Regions from separate parts of the Gossypium hirsutum genome. Here region 2 is linked to region 1. The links are chromatin contacts, called in public Hi-C maps. All regions are on one chromosome and are shown on one strand. The core of a region is the stretch at or near the end of the contact, and the rest is flanking DNA. Distances in the headings are between cores, read along the strand shown. Region 1 has its middle 3.1 kb from the start of LOC121222537. Region 2 has its middle 20 kb from the start of LOC121222539.

The links. A called contact is a pair of places that touch in the nucleus more often than the background predicts.
Region 2: a Hi-C map of leaf shows a contact between it and region 1, with 2.1 times the contacts expected there. The contact joins two enhancer-like sites. A contact is called at or near these places in 18 of 34 Hi-C or Micro-C datasets (anther, callus, hypocotyl and 4 more).

Annotation. Positions count from the first base shown.
Region 1 is chrD10:61,327,521-61,331,411 of Gossypium_hirsutum_v2.1, forward strand. No RefSeq gene overlaps it. Among protein-coding and RNA genes, the nearest start is that of LOC121222537, 3.1 kb to the left of the region's middle. Within about 2 kb of position 1,816, at least 2 of the 9 cell types and tissues checked have an H3K27ac peak or open chromatin away from gene starts, as enhancers often do. A contact at or near this core is called in leaf, where this site is marked.
Region 2 is chrD10:61,377,321-61,381,155 of Gossypium_hirsutum_v2.1, forward strand. No RefSeq gene overlaps it. Among protein-coding and RNA genes, the nearest start is that of LOC121222539, 20 kb to the left of the region's middle. Within about 2 kb of position 1,336, at least 7 of the 9 cell types and tissues checked have an H3K27ac peak or open chromatin away from gene starts, as enhancers often do. A contact at or near this core is called in leaf, where this site is marked.

The DNA.
Region 1 (3,891 bases), core at 566-3,065:
TACATTAGTACTAATGCCTATACTAATCGAGTTAAGACTCAATTGGTATCTCACTTGTATTTTTTTAATGAGCCATTTGTGAAAATTTTATAGAATAATTATAGCATATATAAGGGGATTTCTTAACTAATGAAAATGTAAAAGATCTCCCCCAATGGATAGAAACTTAAATTACAAGAAAGGAGGATGACTTGGTAGGCTAAACATAGCAAATAAAACTATATTTAGAAATTGTAGGGTCATGAAGGGGATAATTATTATTCAATTCAAGCCCATTTAGAATTCCTATATTGTCTATTTCTAGGCCTATGTTAATTTGTCTCTTTTTTTTTCTTGCATAAAATGGGCTTAATTTTCAAGCCCATTGTATGTGATTATTGAAAGTACACATTTTCAATATATTTTAAGCAATGTTTAAATAAGGAAACCATAACTCTTTCTAGAATGATGGGTACACATGAACTACTAATTTTTCACTTATAATTTGGTTGTAATAAAGATATAGGAATACTTTTTTTTTGTTTTATATTTTTTATATTCAGGGTTTAGTATTTTTGGACAAAAAAAACTTTAGGTTGATAGTATGCATACTCACCCACATTTATCAGCCATTGAGATTTTGATTAAATTTAAAAAAGTATATTTAAGGGTTTTATGTTTTGGGGTTTAGGATTTATAAGGTCTATGATAATGATGTTTGAATTGAATTAGATTGATTATTCAAATCGAGAATCAATCGGAGTATTAATTTAGAGAAAGTCATAAGATTTATTGACTTAGGAACCGGTATGGACCCATTGAACCAGGTAAAAAATGATTGAATCAGATTTTTTTTATTTTTAATAATTTTTTATTTTAAATATTTTAATGATTTATTTAATCAAACCGGCTAGACCGGTTGGACCAAAGAATCGGTAGCCTAACCAATTCAATCACCAATCTAGTTTTAAAAATTTTGATTTAGAGTTTGAAATTATTAAACAAAATTTAGGGTTTTTGGAATTTTCTAAAAGCATTAAATTAATTTTTAAAAATTTATTATTATGATGGATGACTCAAATTTGTCTGTACACTTTTGAATTGTGAGTTCAAGTTCTGCACTTTTGTTTTTAAAGATTTAGTGATTATGATTTAAAATTTTAGAGTTTAAGATACAAATTTTAAAATTTAGTTTAGGGTTTTATTCTTTAAACATATATAATTTATTTAATTTTACAAGTCATTAAATTGTTATATGAAAATGTGTGGTTTATAATAGGATTAGGGTTTAAGGTTTAATAAGATTTATAATATAATTATAGTAATATTTATGATATATTAGAGATTACAATATCATATTCTTAATTTGCTTCTTCTATAAAACTATCACAATACTTCATAATGTTTTTAGTAAGATGTAAGTTATAATGGGTAAATCATGTATTTTGTATTATTGCAACTTACCTTTTATTAAATTTAGCAACTTTGTTCGAAAACTATATTATTAAAAGTATTCATATATAAATTATAAAATGAACATGAAAGATATAAAAACACATAACATCTTTGTTTAACAACATATAAATATAAGGGAAATAATGCACATATTTATTGAATTGCAATTGATAATGGTGAGGTGTGGGTGAAAATGGTGATTGAGATTGGTTGAAGTTGTAGCTGTCTTGTTTTTGTGCATGAGGTGTGGAATAATAATGAAGTTAAAAGGTTTTTTTTTGTTTGTTTGTTTTTGTTCTTTTTATAAAAGGCTTTCTCGAGTCAACGATGATTTATGCTCTCTCAAGTCTAAGGTGACTCAATCAACTCTTTTTGTCTACACTTGACCAAATGGATTGAACATCTTCTATATCCTTAAAGTAGCGTAAGGAATAAGATCATCGACGGGGATTACAACGCACTAGTTTGCCTTTTTTTCATCTTGGTGGCTGACATTTGATAATGAAACTTGACACCCATGTAAGAACTTATATTCGTGTAGGTGATGTTCTCTTTAACGTTTTATATTGGTTCAAGCATTTTTCTCATTATGGCTTGCCATTTGTCAAGTTTTATTACGATTTCTTTTATTTGTATCGTTTATGCTTTATTTCTTATATACCGAAACTTTATGCTATTGTCCTTGTAATAGTTTTACAAGGTTAAAATATATTGTAGGTTCCTGCAGTCTTCACAAATTTGGAATTTAGCCCCTAAACTCTATAGATTTCAAATTTCAAATTCAATTGTTAACACTGCTTTTTTGTTAAATTTTTTGGGGTGAAATTTTGAAATGAAAAAAATATACTCACTTAATAACAATGTAACTGGAAAAAAAATGTTGTTGTAGTGAACCTGAGTTTAACAAAATAACCTTAATAGTTGGACCTAAATTTGAAAAGTGGCGGGACTAAATTTCTAGAAATAAAAGTATAGGGACTAAATTCCAAATTTAGGAGGAGTATAGAGAATTATGGTATACTTTAACATTTTTACAAATATAAAAGTTTGTTGAATCGTTGTAGAAAAATAAAAGGCGTAATAATTTAAACTTTTTGAAAAAAGTTATTTTAGACATCCATTTAAATTTTTTATTTTTTTAGCCCTTAAATTTGCATTTTTTGTCCAATCACCCCAAAATAGATGAAAAGATAATGTTTTTAAACTTCATTGATGTGGATTGCTACGTAGATGACATGTTAGCATTTAATTCCTTTTTAAAAACTTAAAAATTAAAAAAAATTATTTTTAAAAATTTTAAATTATTAAAATATATCATATATATTTTTTAATATTTTTGAATTTTTAAAAAATTAATTAAATGTTGACATGTCATCCACTCAACAATCCACGTGTATGCCACATCAGGAAAGTTGCGACTTTCCCATCATTTTGGGAGTGATTTGACAAAAATGCAAGTTCAAAGATTAAAAGAGACGAAAAATGAAATTAAGGGCCAAAATGAATTGTTTTAAAAGTTGGAGGGCCAAGAAAATCGTTATACCAAATAAAATATAATTATTACTAGTATTTAAGTCAAACACTCCCCCCATTCCCTTGCTTAATAAATGCCATTAACACTCCCACCCACACGTGCACACATTACCACAGCTGTTTTTGTACCTGGCTTTTTAATTAGTAAAATAACTCTTATTTTTTATTAATAAAAAAATTTACTTAGTAAAAAATCGAAAAATTAATTAAGATTTTATGAAAAATGTATAACGATATTTTTAATTAATGAATACGAAATATAAATAATATAAGTGATTTTAAATAAGTTTGAGTTAACATTTATAAATATGGACGTGTGTAAATAAAACTTGATGTTTATATTTCGGTTGGGTCACCCAATTTCAATTTGATCCAATTTATGAACACTTTTTCTTCAATGTAATTATCGTTATTTATTTATTTATTTACAAAGGTGGATTTTTATTAGATCCTTAAATTTTTTTGAAAATTTTAATTAGACTCAAATTTTTTAAAATTTACTATTAAATCGTAGAATTTTTTAAAAAAAATTCAATTGGACTCCTTTTTTTTCATAAAATCTCTAAAAATTTTAATTAGACTTACCAAAATTTTTAGAAATTCTCACTAAAACCCTCAAAACTTTTAAAAATTTTAATTAAACCTCCCAAAAATTAATGCTAAACATGTATAATAAAATAAAAGATTATAAACATTAAAATTAGAATCAAATTTTTTGGATATCACATTCTAAAAATATTGGGAAAAAAAACAACTAAAATAATTTTATGTTGAATTGAAAATTTTGAAAATTTGTAACAATCTCCCTTCACTTAAATTTTCTTTTAGGAAAAATATATTTGGGGTTTTATATGAATTGTAATAGAGATTATTGCAACCCATTGAATTAAATTGAGGGACACAATGATTCCATTGTGTTAACAC
Region 2 (3,835 bases), core at 86-2,585, 49 kb after region 1:
CTTCTATGATTAAGTTTTTTTTATGAAACAATTTTAAACGTCACGAATCTATAAAATAAAATCTAAAAAGTTTTCTTATCTAATTTCCGTCACTAACCATCAAATTGACTTGAATCTAAGGTATCTGTTCTTCTACTCATTAATAGGTACTAATCGGTAATATCAATAATTGAATTGTTATTTAAAACTTGTTAGTTAATTTTTTTTAAATTTAACAACTTATTAACTTAAATAAAAAATTTTAAATAATTTAATGACTATTCTATAATTTTTTTTTAAAATTGAGTGATTAAAACATAAATTTACTAATAATTTAATCACTTATTCATATAATAAATGAGGAAATGGTCCCTAGACAAAAGAGGAAATGAGAAAAGGTGGTCCCTAGACTTTCTCATCATGTTTTTCCTTGAAAAGCTTGAAATTTTTTTTCCTCAATAATTATTTATTGAATGTAAACTTAATTAGTTAAAATATTTTTAATCAAATTAAATACCTAATTTTATTTCGGTAACCAATATTAATCTCTACCATTACATCCGCTAAAACAAATCTTGCAATCAATTAAGAAACGACACAGCGGTGGAGCTAGCAACCTAAAATGGAAATTTTTTTTCATTTAGATTGTTTATAATTTATAAAATTTTAAATTAGTAATAATAAAATTATAATTTGATCTCCTAAAAATAATAAAAATTTAATTTAATCTTTAAAAATTATTAAGATATATATTATTAAAATGATAAAATTATATTTTTACTACAATTTAATTTCGGTCCCCAAAAAAATTTCTGACTCCGCCGATGCATATCATTAAAAAATCTAAATTACTAAATTGTAATTAATTTTAAATAAAGTATAAATATATATATATATATATATAAGAAAACCCTTTCCCTCCAGCTCCAAAAAAGGAAATATTTTTTCCTGACTGCTTTGTTGTCTTTTTGTTTTGTTTGAGTGGTGGGATGAATTGTCGGTTTCTTCACCATGTCCATATCTATATTTGTGTGGAAATCATTTCTAGCGTGCTAAAAATGAATGGTTCAGCAGGACAAATATCAGAAAAAGAACAAATCTCTCCATAGAAAAAGGTAGATATCATTCACTGATGAACATTATAGTGAATACAAGGAGAGAGGAGGAGGAGATTTTTATTTTATTTAATATTAATATATATTATTTATTTAATTATTGAAATAGTATATATATATATATTTTGAGATAATCAGCTGGATTTTATCCATTTATTCAAAAATAAAGTCCGGCTATACAGTCAAAGTGAGCCATCCCAATAGGCCCAATAACCCAGCAGAAAAAAGCTTGCTCTAGAAGCATCCAGGACGCCAACCCAGGAAATTAGTTCAGCACGATTCATTAATTAATCATTCCTTTTCTAGAGTTTTGAAAAGCCTTTCGTCTTCTTTCGCTCTTCTGTTCTCCAATCTCTCTCGCTCTCCCTAGATTACCTTATCGGAACAAAGAAATTTAGGTTTAGTGTGGATGGGCGGTGTGTTTAGCTCCGGTGAGATTAAAAACAACGGTAGCTGTGAGATTAGTTACTGTAGCAGTGAGATTAGAAACAGCGGTGGAGTGTGTGTTTGGATTCAAACGTAATTGTAGCGGTGATGTGAGAATAGAAAATGACTTTTAATGATATTAGATTATAATTGATATATATCAAAAGTTTTTTAAATTATTTTACTTTTATAAAATTATTAAAATATTTGAATTTATAAATTCATTTAATAAAATATTAAAATGTATCTTTTAATATTCTATTTATTATCCTATAATTTATCATATTTGTATTTATTTAAATAATAGTTATAACATTAAAATATTAAAATATCTTATTTTCACACCCATATGAAAAATAAAATGGTAAAAATATTACCCACTGACGTTTCTTTTTGTTTACTGGTGTTTTAACACTCCAGTCTAAAATTTTCTCACCAGTGTGTAGATTTTCACTGGCCAAATTTGAATGTTATCCAAACAGCTATACGTGGTGCGATTGCACCAAAATCAAGGGTAAACGTGCTGCACTGGTAGTAACTGGGCATCCAAAGGAGCCCTTAGTCTGACAACACCGCCACTCGTCGGTCTCTTTTCACCGCCTCTTCTGCATATCCAGGTACCCCATTTCTCATAAATCTTTGTTCCCCATTCTTGAAACCTTTTGTAGCTAACAAATGAGCGACTTAGTTCATCAATCGGTGGCCATACTTGAACATACAGGTTTGGAAACCTTTGCTTAGACACTGACCATCTTTAATGTATTCATAAATTTCCGATTTATCCTCCCCTCCCTTTTGCAGTTTTTTGACAACTAAAAGAGTTTCTCCTTCAACCTCCACAGCCGTGAACTCTAAATCTAAATCCAAACCCAGTTAAAGTCCCTGAATACATGCAAGAGCCTCCGCCACAAATATTGTAGCTGCGTTTTCGTTTAACACAATCATTGTCTAAATTTTAAGTCTGAGTAAAGGTTTGAATAGTTTTATAGACGTTACTTTATATATTTTCATAAATTATATAACAAAAGTAAGTAAAATAAAACAAGAAGTAAATAATTTAAGAGATCTTACAAAATTAGATTTGAACAAAAAATTTAAAAAAATATTATCTAATGTTAATAAAAAATTAAAACAATTTTTTATTGATAAAAATATAGAACAAGAGGTAAATTTAACTTTTATATAATAAAAATAGTAATATAATATTAACTTTGTCTGAAAAAAAAACTTTTTCAGAAACATTATTTTCTACTAATAAAAGAAATAAAATATAAAAGAAATAAAAAAACTTGAAAAACAGAAAAGAAAATATAATTATCAACAAAAATATAATTTTTAATCCTATAAACAACTTATAGAACATTGGAAGTATAAATTTACTAAGAGTTCCGATAAAAATGAAAGAGTTTAATATTTAAAACTAATAAAATGACTTTATGAAAAACATAAAGATTCATTTACTTTATTTAACTATCATTATATGTTAAACTATTACACTACAGACAATAGTAATTCTAGTGATTTTGATAATTCTATAAATCTAAAAGACCTAAAAGTTACAAGTTATGAATCTGATGAAGAAAATACTTCAACAGATGAAGAAGAAAATATAGAAATACTAGAACCTATGGATACTGATCAAACATATCCTTATGGAAAAAGAAAAATAGAGTCAGATCTTCAAAATGATGATTATTTAAGATCTTTTAATAAAGATTTTGAAAAAAGTTGAAAATACAACTAGAATTTTTTATAATAAAACAGAAAATATAGCTACAATTGAAATAAAAATTGAAAATCTAGGAGAATCATCTACTCAACCAGTTTCACATTGAATAGAAGAGTTAAATAAAAGAAATGTTGCTGAAGGAGGAATATATTTAGATTTAACTAATATTTCTATAGCAGACTATGAAAAAATCATAAATGACTGGGCACAATTTATGACTATTGTTGTAAACAACAACAATATGTGGTCAAAAGAAAATTTTTTAAACTATTTTGTTGGAACATTTCAAGGAGATGTTTTACAATTTCTAAGAAGATGGTAAGAATTTGATAAATGAAAAGAACAGAAAGGGCATTTAATCAACCAGATAAGAACTCCTAAAGATCTTTTAAAAGGATTAACTTTTATTCTAAAAACAAAATTTTGTGGCTATTTTGCTAAAAAAAAGAGCTCAAGATAGTATATCTAGTTATAGTTTGTCAAAAATTAAATTATGTGATATTAGATATTTAGAAGAATTTTCTAAAAAATTTCTTCATGAATATCAAAAACTAAAAAAATGAAAATATACAATTTTAGAAAAAAT